Linked DNA regions of Mus musculus: all the other regions are linked to region 3. A link is a contact called in public ChIA-PET and HiChIP or PLAC-seq data. All regions are on one chromosome and are shown on one strand. Each heading gives the region's core, a stretch centred on a gene start, on an enhancer-like site or on the middle of the called end of the contact. The rest is flanking DNA. Distances are from core to core; before and after follow the strand shown. Region 1 overlaps Heg1 (heart development protein with EGF-like domains 1). Region 2 holds the start of Tfrc (transferrin receptor). Region 3 holds the start of Osbpl11 (oxysterol binding protein-like 11). Region 4 has its middle 24 kb from the start of Muc13. Region 5 holds the start of Itgb5 (integrin beta 5).

The links. ChIA-PET counts read pairs in DNA pulled down with a chosen protein or histone mark. HiChIP or PLAC-seq counts read pairs in DNA pulled down with a chosen protein or histone mark.
Region 1: a contact with region 3 is called in an H3K27ac HiChIP or PLAC-seq map of extraembryonic endoderm stem cells, with 10 times the contacts expected there. The contact joins the enhancer-like site here to the promoter of Osbpl11 in region 3. A contact is called at or near these places in 3 of 39 promoter capture datasets (the HPC-7 cell line, HPC-7-derived erythroid cells and stem cell-derived epiblast-like cells), 1 of 484 Hi-C or Micro-C datasets (the G1E-ER4 cell line), 5 of 115 datasets of contacts at active chromatin or transcription factors (embryonic midbrain, embryonic stem cells, extraembryonic endoderm stem cells and 2 more) and 1 of 9 other capture datasets (embryonic stem cells).
Region 2: a contact with region 3 is called in an RNA polymerase II ChIA-PET map of memory CD8 T cells, with 20 read pairs. The contact joins the promoter of Tfrc here to the promoter of Osbpl11 in region 3. A contact is called at or near these places in 1 of 484 Hi-C or Micro-C datasets (CD8 T cells) and 1 of 115 datasets of contacts at active chromatin or transcription factors (memory CD8 T cells).
Region 4: an H3K4me3 HiChIP or PLAC-seq map of pro-B cells shows a contact between it and region 3, with 6 times the contacts expected there. The contact joins the enhancer-like site here to the promoter of Osbpl11 in region 3. A contact is called at or near these places in 3 of 39 promoter capture datasets (the HPC-7 cell line, cranial neural crest and second pharyngeal arch cranial neural crest), 7 of 115 datasets of contacts at active chromatin or transcription factors (the 230-238 cell line, embryonic forebrain, embryonic midbrain and 4 more) and 1 of 9 other capture datasets (embryonic stem cells).
Region 5: an H3K4me3 HiChIP or PLAC-seq map of embryonic forebrain shows a contact between it and region 3, with 4 times the contacts expected there. The contact joins the promoter of Itgb5 here to the promoter of Osbpl11 in region 3. A contact is called at or near these places in 2 of 39 promoter capture datasets (the HPC-7 cell line and pre-B cells), 1 of 15 datasets of contacts at CTCF or cohesin (pro-B cells), 6 of 484 Hi-C or Micro-C datasets (the G1E-ER4 cell line, LSK cells, the N1E-115 cell line and 2 more) and 8 of 115 datasets of contacts at active chromatin or transcription factors (astrocytes, differentiating embryonic stem cells, embryonic forebrain and 5 more).

The regions. Positions count from the first base shown.
Region 1 is chr16:33,713,163-33,715,862 of GRCm38.p6, reverse strand. All of the region lies in intron 2 of Heg1 (heart development protein with EGF-like domains 1), which reads right to left. Among named protein-coding and RNA genes, the nearest start is that of Heg1, 30 kb to the right of the region's middle. Within about 2 kb of position 1,417, at least 131 of the 459 cell types and tissues checked have an H3K27ac peak or open chromatin away from gene starts, as enhancers often do. A contact at or near this core is called in the G1E-ER4 cell line and stem cell-derived epiblast-like cells, where this site is marked.
Region 2 is chr16:32,607,620-32,610,319 of GRCm38.p6, reverse strand. Tfrc (transferrin receptor) reads right to left here and starts at 1,424. Exons shown (of 19, transcript NM_011638.4): 1 at 1,284-1,424.
Region 3 is chr16:33,183,819-33,186,518 of GRCm38.p6, reverse strand. Osbpl11 (oxysterol binding protein-like 11) reads right to left here and starts at 1,448. Exons shown (of 13, transcript NM_176840.3): 1 at 519-1,448. The coding sequence starts at 715.
Region 4 is chr16:33,768,675-33,771,374 of GRCm38.p6, reverse strand. It overlaps a transcript of Heg1 not described here. Among named protein-coding and RNA genes, the nearest start is that of Muc13, 24 kb to the left of the region's middle. Within about 2 kb of position 1,339, at least 102 of the 459 cell types and tissues checked have an H3K27ac peak or open chromatin away from gene starts, as enhancers often do. A contact at or near this core is called in the 230-238 cell line, memory CD8 T cells and pro-B cells, where this site is marked.
Region 5 is chr16:33,828,321-33,831,020 of GRCm38.p6, reverse strand. Itgb5 (integrin beta 5) reads right to left here and starts at 1,356. Exons shown (of 15, transcript NM_001145884.1): 1 at 991-1,356. The coding sequence starts at 1,060.

The DNA of each region.
Region 1 (2,700 bases), core at 168-2,667, 530 kb before region 3:
AGATCAGGAGCTGGAAGTCAGTTTGGTCTACACAGCAAGTTCCAGGCCCACCTCAACTACAGCGTAAGACCCTGCCCCCAACAAAACAAAACAGCGGTCCTCAAGTAAGCAGTGGCAAAGCCCCAGGCCTTGTGCTATTTGCCCGATTGACAATTCTCATTTAATCCTCACGGTAAAGCAACACAATGTGTGTGAACACTTCTGCAAAGCAGTGCCTCTAGAAAAAAAGGCAATGCTTGAGCCAGGCAGTGGTGGCACACGCCTTTAGTCCTAGCACTTGGGAGGCAGAAGCAGGAGGATCTCTGTGAGTTCAAGGTCAGCCTGGTCTACACAGAGAAACCCTGTCTTGAGAAAGGGGTTGAAGGATGCTTGCTTAGCTTGTCCACAGGCACTGCCTAGGATCCTACACGGGCACCTGCGGCACTAACTAAGAACCCACAGGCTGGCGTTAGGAAAATGAGAAACCTTCAGACTTTGAGCCTCAGCAAAAGCAAAAATAAATAGAAAATTAAAAAGAAGGAAGGAAGGAAGGATGAATGAATCTGGCAAGATGACTCAGCAGTAAAGGCCCTTGCTACCAACCTTGACAGGAGTTCGGTCCTGTGTGCCATGGGTGGCAGGAGAAGAACTGAGTTCTTCAGTTTTTCTTTGGCTCCCATACACTGTGGCAAATGCACTCCCCTCCGCTAATAAACATTTTAAAATAAAATTTAAAAAAATTGGAATGCCATCTCCCACTGGGACAAGGCCTGAGCTAAGTTCCTAGTGTTTGTAACAGGCCACAGAGGGAACGACTGCTCACCTGGTGTGAGCACGCGTCACTTTCTGTCACACTGCTCAACCTTGACGGCTATCCAGAACCTCTCAGAAGTAAAGCAGAGGCAGCGGGTATTACAACAAGGCAGACTACATCCAAAGTCCTTCACGTCGTTTCTGTCCTCTCCCTTCACAAAAGTGACATCACCACAAAGCCATTTACCTGGACTGCAACAGCTCAACTGCCCACAGGAAAGACTCCCATAAGTCAAGACCCATTATTCCGCCCCAGCTCTTAGCGAGTCTACAAAATGTCACCTTCAAAGGACATTAGCACGACTCTCACAAAACCAGCAATTGAAAGTAGTTTCTATTATGATCTTCAGCAATCCCTTACATAAATAAATATTCCTCTTGGAAGAACTGCCCGCCCACTGCCTATGGGCTAAACGGTATGCTGACTGTCCGACAACAATCCCACGCTCCACCCAGCTTCCCTTTGTGCCCCCATTTCCAGGAAGCTCACACTAAATTTAGTGCGGAATTGTAGTCACTCTCACACAATTCAACATACACATTTGTGCCTTCAGAACAGAGCTTCCTCCCCGCCCTCCTCACCGGGGCGGGGCCACTTGTTGCTTTGTTTATAGCCCCGCCCCCACACCAGGACCAACAGTCAAAGAGACCACGGAAAGTCTAGAGAGGCAGCGAGGCAGGAGAGGGTGGAGAGCAACGCCCCCTGGCTCATCGTCCTGGGCGTGCTTAGGTGCTGTAAGATAGATTCTGTTCAGAAACAGATTAACTCCTGGCTACCCAGGATGTGGAAGGTGCTGTACTGATCAGTCTGTTCTGCTCTGTGTTCTGTTGCCGTAATAAAATACTGACCAAGAGCAACTCGGGAAATAAAGAACGTTTATCTTATTTTATTGTAAAGTTCTAGGTAAAAGCTTATCATTGAAGTAGACCCATGGAGGGGGCGCTACTTACTGGCTTGCTCAACCTGATTTCTTTTCCTTTTTTCTTTTAAAGATGAATTTATTTATTTTACGTATATAAGTACATTGTAGCCGTCTTCAGACACAAAGGAAGAGGGCATCGGATCCCCTTACAGATGGTTGTGAGCCACCATGTGGCTGCTGGGAATTGAACCCAGAACCTCTGGAAGAGCAGTCAGTGTTTTTTAACCACTGAGATAACTCTCTAGCCCCTCAGCCTGCTTTCTTACAGAACCAGGACCCACACAAACAAAACAAATCAGAACAAAAACCACACACACAAACACACCCACACACAAACACACAGATTTGCCCCACAGGACAATCAGATGGAGATATTTTCTCAATTGAGGGATCCTCTTCCCAGTTTGTGTCAAGTTGGCAAAAACACACTCAGCTCCACACACCGTGCTCCTAGGTGGCAGTAAAGGAGGCCCAGACGACACAGACTGAGTATGTATGGATCATCAAATGCTGCCACCTTTCAGATCAAAAGAACCTCCCACCATGCCCTTGGTTTATCGTCCGTAGGCACATCTCCTGAGGGACATTATAGACCTGACTGGTTTAAGCGTTGGGCTTTTCTCTAGGTCACACTGCTAGAAAAATCACGAACTCTTCCCCTGAACAAGGACCCCATTGCTTGTCCTCATTCACTGAGCAGGCTGGTACGGCAGGTTGACTCCAAGTCTGCTGTGGCGGGTCCTGCTGGTCCTCCTTAGGCCTACATCCCCAAAGCTCCCGTGTCAGTCACGGACTCAGAAAGGGTTAGTAGAATCTCATGAAGTCCATTCAGTAGGAGAGGTTTATCGAGCTTTCTGGGTAGGCTAGAAGGTGCCAGGCTAACTTTAAACACAGGGCAGAGGCTTGTTTCCACAGAGGTTTGTTTCCTCATTGGCCTCAGGCGCTCTCTGGGGTATGCTCTCTGACTAAAGTCCTCTGTAGTGAA
Region 2 (2,700 bases), core at 175-2,674, 580 kb after region 3:
TAAGCACATTGCCACAAGCATATAACTACTTAGCCTTAGGGTGGGGTTAGGCAGACAGATCTAACCAGTCAACACAGGCCAGGTTCACAGCCACCATTCCTTGACAACATCCTCTCTCAAAGTAAAAAGTATTATGCTCTCTATATAAAAAACAGCTGATATTGGATTCCTGTATAAAGCAGTTTATTATAATCCTTAACAGAAAATAAATGCAAGTGGACCCACACAAGCTAAATCCCGTTTTCTTTGTAGATAACATCCTGAATCAGCTTAAATGTCTTTGTCAAAGAGGTCATATTTCACAGCTCAGAGCCAACTCATCTAATCTTAGAATAAAAGTATCAGGTAGCCGAGAATTTCTGTAACACAACTATTTCCCACTTAAATCCTATTTAAAAAAAAATAGCACAGAATAGCCGAGAATTTCTGTAACACAACTATTTCCCACTTAAATCCTATTTTAAAAAAATAGCACAGAAACTGAACAGCAATCCAGTCCAGTCTTCTGCCTAAGTATAAGGAGATCATTTCATTTTACGCTCGGGACAAAGTGTGCTAACTGAAAAATTTGCAAATGCAGTTTTCTTACCCTCAAACACCATTTTAGAGAGCTGTCCAACACCAGGGTGCACGCTGGTTCTCTACAGCTAGTTCTAAAAGAGCTCGTACAAAGAGGTCGTATTTCTACGTTCTCCCATCTTAGGAGATGCTAGAGACGTTCTTAGTATTACCTGCAGCGTTCAGACCTATTCTGCCCTAGAAAAATGAGATTCCACACGCTGGGCCAAGAGGGAGAGACTGGCAAAAAAACCGACCAGGTGGTGCCGAAGTTCCAACGTGCAGTTATTGGAAGCTCCCCCCGCCCCTCTAAATGTCCGTGACACTAGTAACCGAATAGAAAACAGCTTTGTCCTTTTCAGCTGTGACGCCCTCCTGCGAGGGGCCCCAAGGTCACCCACGTACCCCGACAGCCGTTCCCTGGGGCGACTTCCTCCAGCCGCCACCACGTGCTCCCGGCGGAACAAGCCTGCGCCTCAGCGTGGTGACTCTCGAACCCGCGGCCTAGCACTGGCCTGCGAAGGCCCGGAGGACCCGAGGGGCGCAGGGTACAGCGGCTCCCCACACCCACCGCGCTGCACCTGCAACCCGCGCTCCTCAGCCCCGGACTCCGCGACACCCCTCCGCCTCCCCGCCCGCACCACCCAGGCCCTGGCGTCTCGCTCTGGTCCGCCCGCCACGCGAGGACCACGATGGGCCGTGCCGCTGACAAGGGAGTCACTCACTAGGAAGCGCCTCTACAGTCCGCAATGCAGCAGCCCGCGCTCCGCACGCCTTCTGAAGGCAGCGCTGCCTCCCACCCAAAGCTTATAGCTCGGCCCCACCCCCCGGCCGGCCCTCTGGATCTACGTCACTTCCTTCCGCACGTACACCTACCGAGGTGCTCCCCCAAGACCGCTGGAGGCGAACTGCGCGCGCAGCCAGTGCGTGCGCGGAGTAGCCTAGAAAAGGCGCCAAGGCGGCAGGTGTCGGGAGAGCGCGTGCGATTGGCTGCGGCTCGCTTTCTCCACCGCACCCCTCCCCCGCCGTGTCTTTGGAGTTGGCCTGTCGCCCTCCGCCTAACCTTGACCGACACCCAACCCTGCGGTGCAAGTTCGAAAGTATCAGCCTTTACTCTTTAAAATATTCCTACTTGCAGGCTTAGGTCTCCGCCAAAACCATATCCTAAAGACGAGTTTTTGCAGCTCAGAGATGCTTTAAAGGAAAAACTTTAAAGCAAAACTGCAAATCTTTTTTTTTTTTTTTTTTAGATTTTAACAAGCAGCGCTTAAGCCAAGCAAAGAGCTACCAGTGCTCACTATGTTCAGCCTATGGAAGGGAAATAGGAACCAATGATTTACTAGGGTGATAAAGTTGTAGATTAACTTGCATGTTTATCGCCATTATTGCTTTTAGAGGGTTGTTGCAATGCATAGCAAATAAAAGGAGTTCTGTTAAAACTGCAAACGTTCACACTCTTTTCTTCCTATCTGTACTTTACTGCCCAGCCTGTGGTAAATTTACAAATAACAAAGAGAGTGGTATCTTAAACCACAACAGGACTACAGATAGCGCGCTCCCAGATGGAGCCCTTAGGGACCCTGGGAATGTCTTTTAAAGTACTAATCTACTTCCCAGCCACGAATTTGACCTTTGGCTTATCTGCTCTAAAATTCAACGCGTATTTGGGATTTACTAACTGCTGGTCCCTTTAGACCCTTCTTTGTCCAAATTGTACTACTCCAGAAAATATATATAAAGCCAGAGCACACAGCCATTGAGAGATCTCTGAAATTCAGACCATAAGCAGGTCTTGGTGGCACAGGCCTTAATTCCAGTGAAAGGCAGAGCAGGCATATCTCTTGAGTTCAGGCCAGCCTGGTCTACATAGAGAGTTCCAGAACAACCAGGGCTACAAAAAGAAACCCTGTCTAAAAACAATAAAACAAAAAACAAAAAAGGAAGAGGAAGAGGAAGAAGAGGGGGTAAGGAAGAGGAGGAGGGAGAGGGGGATGGGAGAGAAGAGGAAGAGGAAGGGGAAGAGGAAGAGGAAGAAGAAAAAAAAAAGAAGAAATAATGATTCCGGCTATAGACTGAGTCCCTGTAAGAGAAGCACAGAAGCACACAGCAGTGTTTGGTACCCCCATAGCTCAGAATTTGGAG
Region 3 (2,700 bases), core at 199-2,698:
AACAAATGTAGAATTTCAAGAGTTTTCAAGTAGCCTGATTACACTCTACTGCTTATCAGCCTCTGTATTTAAGTCCCTCCCCTTCTCTAAGTCACAAGCAACCAAAGGATAAGATCTTCTCTGACTCTTGTTACTCGAATCATTCCACAAGTTTTGAAGACCAGCATTTGCCTCTCAAAGCGCTGAGTTCCACAGTTTCTGCTCTAAGAGACGTTCAGGCTTGCTTGTAAACAGATTACAACAGAGGCAAAAACCAGAAGTGAGTGTAGAGATAAATCAGAGGAAGAATAAGCCCTTGGATAATCGAGAAAACTCTGGGGTACATTTCTGAATTCCTCAAAGGGCCTCAAAAAATTACCTGTTGAATGAATTTCTGAAGAAAGTCAATCCTGCTCACGAAAGCAGGGTTCTATCTCCAAGTCAGATCATCAGCCGCTTTGGAATTGGCCTTCCAACTGGGATATGCAGACCCCATCACACTCCGAGCCACCCCAGAACATCACTTTGGAGGGCCATACCTGTACTGCCAGCCTTTCGCACTGCCACCGCGGCTGCTGTTGCTGCTGCTACTGCTGATGGCACCCCCACAGCTGCTGTTGCCGCTGTTCTTGTTCGGGGTCACTGCTGTGGCCAAGCCCTCCAGCTTCCCTTCACTCTCGGAGACTTTCATCACCGATGCCGGCTCACCTCCCTGCATCTTAACTCCAAAGTTCATCTGCCCTTCTCGGGCGAGGGACACCAAGTGCAGAGTTATTTTGTAAGTACTTTTCCCCCTTTCTCTCTCTCGTTTTTTTACTCTCAACGGGATCTCAGACCTCGGCTAGAGTGGAAATCGACAGTGGTCCAGAAAAAGAGGACACGCATTTCCACTTTGGTTAAAAGTTTTAAAGAGCACGGGTACCCTTCAGATAGATGCCTCTCCCGAGCAAGAACAAGGAGGACAAATCACCCCGCCAGAGGGCTCGGTGCCACACTCCGAGGAGCAGCCGGGCGGCGCGGGCGAGGTCGCGGATCCTCTGCCTGGGAACGCGGGGCAAGGACGGGGTCCACGGCCCGGGAGCCCCGGAGCCCACGGCCTGACCTCAGGACTCGGGGGTCGGGCCAGCCGCGCCGCTTCTTCTCCTCAGCCGGGTCCTCGGGAGAAAGGGCCCTGTCCAGCCAGCTCCGCGGTTCCCACCGCAGCCCCGAACTGAGCCGGAGCGGTCGCGCGAAGCCCGCGGAGGGTCGGGCAGACGCCGCCGGGCAGGACGCGGGCTCCGAGGCCGCTGAGCTTGGGCCGGAGGCGAGGGGTTCACCGTGGCCTCCTCCGAGAGCGCTAGCCCTGGAGCCCCACGGAGTTCACAGGAGCCGACCGCTCCCTGGAGCTTCCTTAGCCCTAAACGTAAAAGCCAGAGCCAGGGCCCGGGCCGCCGCCCCACCCACAGCCGGTCACCCACCCGCCTGCTAGCTCTCCCCGCCTTCCTTTCCGGTGTCGTGTGAGCTCATTTCCGCTAGCATTGAAGCGGCGGCGCCATCTTTGATTGGGGCAGACGATCCCGAAAGGAGGCGGTGACCGGAGCCTCAAGGGAGAGAAGGAGCTGAAAGAAGCAGTGGGGAAAGAGGCAGCAGGCGGGAGGGAGGGAGAAAAAGGGAATGAAACGGTCTTGCTAAACAGGTCCTATACTCTCTTGGGGAGCCCCATTCCTTGCCTTTTAAGGGAACCTAAAAAAATAAGAATTTACAGAACAAAGTGGGGAAAAATAACTGATCAGTCATTTTTGAGCAACAAAAAACCCAACATGATATTGGACTAAGGTAAATCGTCTTAAAGAAAAGGAAATTGTCTTGGAAATTAGAGCTCTTGGTGATGCTGGAGAAACTTGAAGTAGATTGATATAAAAAGGATTTACTAATAAGCTTACTTAAAAAGGACCAATAACACTGGAAGAAAAGTAGTTTATTGCCACGTTTGTTACAAACTGTAAGAAAGAAAACTTTTACCATAATTGAAGTTTGGGGTCTCTGAAGAAGTTTCTCTTACTGTTTATCCCCTCAGCTTGACCTCCAGTTAGGCTCCACTCCCACAGCAAAAGGAGACAACCTGCCATTATACCCATCAAAGAGCATTCCTAAAACAAGACACAGGGGCAATGCAGGACCACAACCATCTGCAAGGCCCAGCCTGCCATTAACTCTTTGTCTAGGCACAGGGAAAGTTTACCTCTACCAGGTGGGCATGATTAACCTGGGTAACAACTACTTGAAAGAACCACACTGGTGTACTTAAGAAATAATCCTTAGCCGGGTGTGGTGACACACGTCTTTAATCCCAGCACTTGGGAGGCAGAGGCAGGCGGATTTCTGAGTTCGAGGCCAGCCTGGTCTACAGAGTGAGTTCCAGGACAGCCAGGGCTACACAGAGAAACCCTGTCTCGGAAAAAAAAAAAAGAAATAATCCTTGTCTTAGGGTTCTCTGGAGTCATAGAACATATGGAGTGTCTCTATATAGTAAGGGAATTTATTGTAATGACTTACAGTCTGTAGTCCAACTAACCCAACAATGGGCAGCTGTGAGTGGGAAGTCAGGCCTGTGAGGCTAGTATAAGCTGGTCTTCTGTGGAAATAGATTCCAACAGACTTGCTAGCAAGTAAGTACAATCAGTTGAAGAAGAGTGAACCTTCTTTCTTCAAGGTCCTGATGTAGGCCTCCAGTAGAAGATG
Region 4 (2,700 bases), core at 90-2,589, 580 kb before region 3:
CTCACACAGTCAACCTGGGTGTCAGCATTAAAGGTATACAGAACAAGATCCAGGACAAACAGAACGGAGTTTGTACTGCAGCCTCATCCCCGTTTACCTGTAACACCAGCAACACACATGCATCACAGCAACTCATGGCAAACTGTCCTTTTCTCTGTAGAGCAGGCCTAGGTAATGCCCAGAGTTAAGGGAGTCGGTTCAGTTCCCCTGACAAACTGGCTCCGCCCCATCACTATTTTTTACCCTGTTGAGGAACACACATTCCTCAACAATTCAGAACAAGGATATTGAGCCCATCATTTAAAATTATATAGCAGAATCTACCAGGCAGCCCCACTGGAAAAATGTTTTCTTTGAAGATGCCCATGTGACAGAGGCAGGCCAGGACCTGCCTCCTTTCAGACCTAAATGGTCCCCCTTTGGTTTCACAGGCTACTGTGCAGGCTAAAGTTTGCAACAGACATAAAGGGGTGTGACCTTGTGGAGACACCAAAGTACAATGAATTGATTGACATTCAATACTTTAATGTTCCTATTATCTTAACCTGTTATTTTAAAAAGAGTTTAAAGTGATTATTTTAACTTCAATGTTCCTATTGTGTTTTCTTCTTTGGGGATTTGAGAAAGGAAAAGAAAAGAAGAGAAAAGAAAAAAAGAAAAGAAAAGAAAAGAAAAGAACACATATTCCCAAAGGCAAGCTACAGAACCATTTCCGTAACCAAACATGCTGGAACAAGACTAGAACCTTGAACTGATACTGTCAAGAAGATATGAGAGGGCTGGGGGTGTGCAGATCCACAGGGCGGCACTTGTCTGGTATGCGCAAGGCCCTGGGGTCCACTCCTGACTCTACCCTCCCATAGAAGCAGAAGAAGAAAAAGAGCTTTCAGGGAAATAAACATTTCTATCTGCTGTAATGGACTGTTTTAAATAAAATATCAAAATGCAAAACCTTGTATTGTCCTTCTACCCAAAGAATTGCTTTGGTCTCAAAAGAAAAATGAACATAAATTTAGAAATATGGGTAAAGCCCCTAGTTTTGAGTGTGTTATGAAACACTAAGCCAAGAGCAACTTGGCTGTACAGCTTTACTGCTTTGGGCAAAGCCCCATAGTTATAGAGACCCATACAGGTCACTACTAGGCAAAGTGGCTTAAGGAGGCACCCAAAGGCCACACACCGGGGTGATGCTACCGTGCCCACTCTGGAACTTCACACCTGAATAGACAGCATCTTGGTAGACTTTCCTCCAGTCTCTTTCCAACAACACTGCTCTCCTCTACGGGCTGTCTTTTACGACTTCCTCTTTTAGACCACAATAGTCTAATAGTCAGCTCAGTCTTTGACCTCAAATACCACCAGGCAGCTTGACTGCTCTAACCGTACAGTAGTTCTGGTTCAACATGACTTAAGACGCTTCTAGAAGCAACCTCCCCAGTTAAGAAGATCACTCAGCACCTCAGACACTCAACTCCACCCCCAGCCCACATAGGTTCACACTTCTACTACGTGGGAGTCTGAGAATAAGGCAGGCAGCCCTCACAGGGTTGCCTCAGCCTGGCTGTTCATGTCAAAAACCCACCTAGACCACCCCCTTTCACTTCTGAGGGCCCAAGCCACGTACCAATATGCCTCTTGCCAACCACAAACCTGCCAGTATTTCCCTTTTTTTAAGACAGGGTGTCCTGTTCTTCAGGAAGGCCTTGAACTCCTGATCCTCCTGCCTCAACCTTCTGAGGGCTGGGGTTCTAAGAGTGTACCACTCTGCCCTGCTTATGTGGTTCCGAGGCTAAACCCCAGGGCGTTATACATGCTAAGCAGGCAGTTTGCCACAGAAACTACATTCCCATGCTTCTCCTCTGAGTGCTCAGCACTGGCTAACCCACATGCTGTAAGGCCAGATACCTACCTTACATGCATAGAGCCAGGCCCATGGTGGGAACACATGATGCTATTTCTCCTCCTAAGAAATAGGCCCCAGTAGTCATGAGCTGGCTCATGAAGTGAAAAAAAGAAAACAAACAACAAAAAAAAAAAAAACAACAAAACCAAAAAACCTTGGAGTTTTAGAGAGCTCAGGCTGGAACTAGGAAGACCCTCCTTTTTAACCCTGTTCCTGATGCCCCCAGGATAAACAAGTTCTACCTGGCCTGGATCTTCTCCATTTCATTATCTCCTAGGCAGTGTGGCTTTTCCCTTCTGCCTACTTCCCTTGTCATGGGAGCCCAATTCAGGACTGTGACACTTTTATGCACACAAATTATCCATTCTGAGCACTTCTGTCTAGCAAAGACTCTGCGTGTCCAGGCATGGGCTCAGCCTGTCTGTTCTGCTCATGGGTTGCTGGTGTCCTCTTGGGGCTCCTTCTGGATGTAACCCCAAGTAGGAGAGCACCCACACCCCCTTCATCCCAATGGTGGGCAGAGGCCTTTCTACCGAAAGCTTCTCCCCTACCTACAAATGGTAGACCCACTGTGAATGCACCCTTGTTTGGGGGCTCTCCTGGTGTTTTTCACAGTAATAAAAGAACAAAATGAAAACTTTCACTCCGTTCTATTTGGGCCAAACTTGTGAGTCAACAAGCAATTTTGGAACTCACAGGACACTTTTCTGGATGTTGGAATTCTTCCCAGGAACAGAGTACTTCATTCTGTGGGGCTTGAGGCTCCTGGCCCTGTACTCTTGACTCACCAGCTGGGA
Region 5 (2,700 bases), core at 107-2,606, 640 kb before region 3:
TGCTACGCTATTAAGTTTGTACTGGGGCCTCAGCGACATTTTTTGGTTTCCTCAACTCCCTCCTTGCTCTCAGATGGAAACCTCAACCTCCTTCATGTAAATGAGACGGGTAGGGGTAACAGAGTTCTCCCCTCAAGCAGCCAGGCAACCACTGGGCTCAGAGAGGCAAACAAGTACCTCGGGCTTGAAAGTGAATAGCGCACTCTTAATCAATACACAATTACTTCCGACAGGAAGAGGAAAGTTCGGAAACTCCTCTTTGAGTGGGTAGGTTTGGAAGAGGTAGGAGCGTCAACTATCATTCTTCCTATAGGGATTTTTTTTTTTAAGACAGGGTCTCATTGTGTAGCATGCTAGGGTTAAAGGCGTGTGCCACCACTGTCCGGTCCCTAAACTTAATTGCCACTCCCAAGTCTGAAAACTGAACGCAGGTAGCTGGGGGCTCCCGCATCAGCGCCAGGGTGCATCCGGCTAAGGTAGCGCCAGCAGCCCCTCCGCAGTCCGGACACAGTGTTTGTGAATCACAGTACCGAACAGTATCAGATGGCGGTGTACCAGGTGGGGCAGCGACTTCGGACTTACAGAGAGTAATGACAACTTTCAATTTAGAGCAAACTTCGAAAGTTGCATTATCCACAGACCTCCGGGATGACTCGGTCGCCACACTTTGGCCCCCACATCACTCCCCGCGGGCCACAAGGGCCGCTTTGTGCAGGCGAGCGAAGAGCTAGGGCCCCAGCACCGGGCCCGGAGGCTTCCCCTCCCAAGTCCCCAGCGCCCTCGGGCTCCGCCACCAGACGCACACTGTTTACACAGGAAGGGAAGGCTCCTCCTCAGCCCGGGAGGGAACCCGCCAGCGCACGCAGATCTGATGCCCGCGCCTCGCCGACCCTTCTGGGAGCGCCCTGGGGTGCACTGCACCCTCGGCTCCCGCAAGCGGCCGCGGGCGAGCAAAAGTTGAGGAGCGCGCGGCGGGGCGGCGCGGCTTACCTGCGAGGCGCGGAACGAGCGCGCAGAGCCCGAGCAGACAGGCGTAGAGGGTCGCGGGCACCCGCGGCATGATGCGCGCCGCTCGGCTGGGGCGCTCGGCGGGGGCGGAGCGGGGCCGAGGCCGGGGACCGCAGCCGCATGCCGGGCGCTGCGCTCCGGCTCACGGCGCCCGCGGCCGGGCTGGTCCGCGCCCGGCCGCCACCATCCTCCTCGCTGGCCCGCTGGGACGCTCGGAGTTGTCGCTGCTCCGGACGCACCCTCGCCGAGTCCCCCGCGCGTCTACTCTCGGAGACCCTTCCCTTTTTCCTCGGCCGCCAGCCCCCACTCTTCTCTGCTTTCTCCTCCCCCCTCTCCTGCGGGCCGCCACTCGGTCAGTTTACGGCTAGGCGGGACGGGGCGGGGCGAGCTCGGGCCGGACCAGCTCCGCCCTGCACCGGGACCCGCCAGCACGCCTAGATCCTGGGTTGCCCAGGTGGCTGTCACAGCTGACCCACTTGTGGGGATCGGGTGTTCGAAACTTCTAGTTAGGGTCTCCCTCCCCGGTCTTGGAGTTGGGAGGGGGCGGGGCGCGCTCCATTAGGCCTGCAGAGATTACTTGGGCCAAAGCAATCTCAGTTTTGACTTCAGGATCGTGGGGCAGTTACGGCTTGGATCTGTCAGGCCATTTCGTCATGCCACAAGCGCATGCCAGGCCAGGCCTCGCCCGAGAATATTCAATCCAGACGCCACGCTTGGGATGGGCAGGGGAGGACACGTGGAACGTGGAAGTTCAGGTGAAGCGGAGGGCACCCTGGTGAGCAGGCACTGTGATAAGTGCTAACATCCCTCCCGTTGTTTAGGTGAGCAAACTGAGCCACCAAGGGTTAATATACTGGAGGAAGCGACTGCTAGCTTTTTCCCTGAAATCCAGATTTAAGTAAGGCAGCCTAACCTTTGCCTATTAAGAACCAGCTGGAGCTGGGCATGGTGGCACACGACTTTACACGGCACTTGGGAGGCAGGGGCAGTCAGATTTCTGAGTTTGAGGCCAGCCTGGTCTACAGAGTGAGTTCCAGGACAGCCAGGGCTACACAGAGAAACCCTGCCTCGAAAAAACCAAAAGAAAAAATAAATAAATAAAAGAAGAAGAAAAAGAAGGAGGAGGAGGAAGAGGAAGAGGAAGAAGAAGAAGAAGAAGCAGCAGAAGCAGCAGCAGCAGCAGCTAGAAGGTCAGGACTTGGCGGTGTAGGTGCAAAAACCTACCTAAGGCGTTTGAATCTTAAAAACTTTGTTGTGTCCACCTTTCAAACTCTTAACTGGGTGGCACTGACAGGAGCCAGTTTGTAGTGTGTGCATAGGGAAAAGTGAACCAATCCAGAGCAAACTTCAAAGTTCATCCTTGGACCATATGCAAATTCGTACTCTGTCCTACATTGCTTTGTTATGACTTAAAAGTCATATTTGGCCGGGTGTGGTGGTGCACGCCTTTAATCCCAGCACTCAGGAGGCAGAGGCAGGCAGATTTCTGAGTTCGAGGCCGGCCTGGTCTACAGAGTGAGTTCCAGGACAGCTAGGGCTACACAGAGAAACCCTGTCTCGAAAAAAAATCATGTTTGCTGCTAACCATTATCCAGTAGAATTCATGCTGCATGCCAAGCGTGGTGGCGCACTCGGGAGGTAAAGGCAGGCAGATTTCTGAGTTCGAGGCCAGCCTGGTCTACAAAGTGAGTT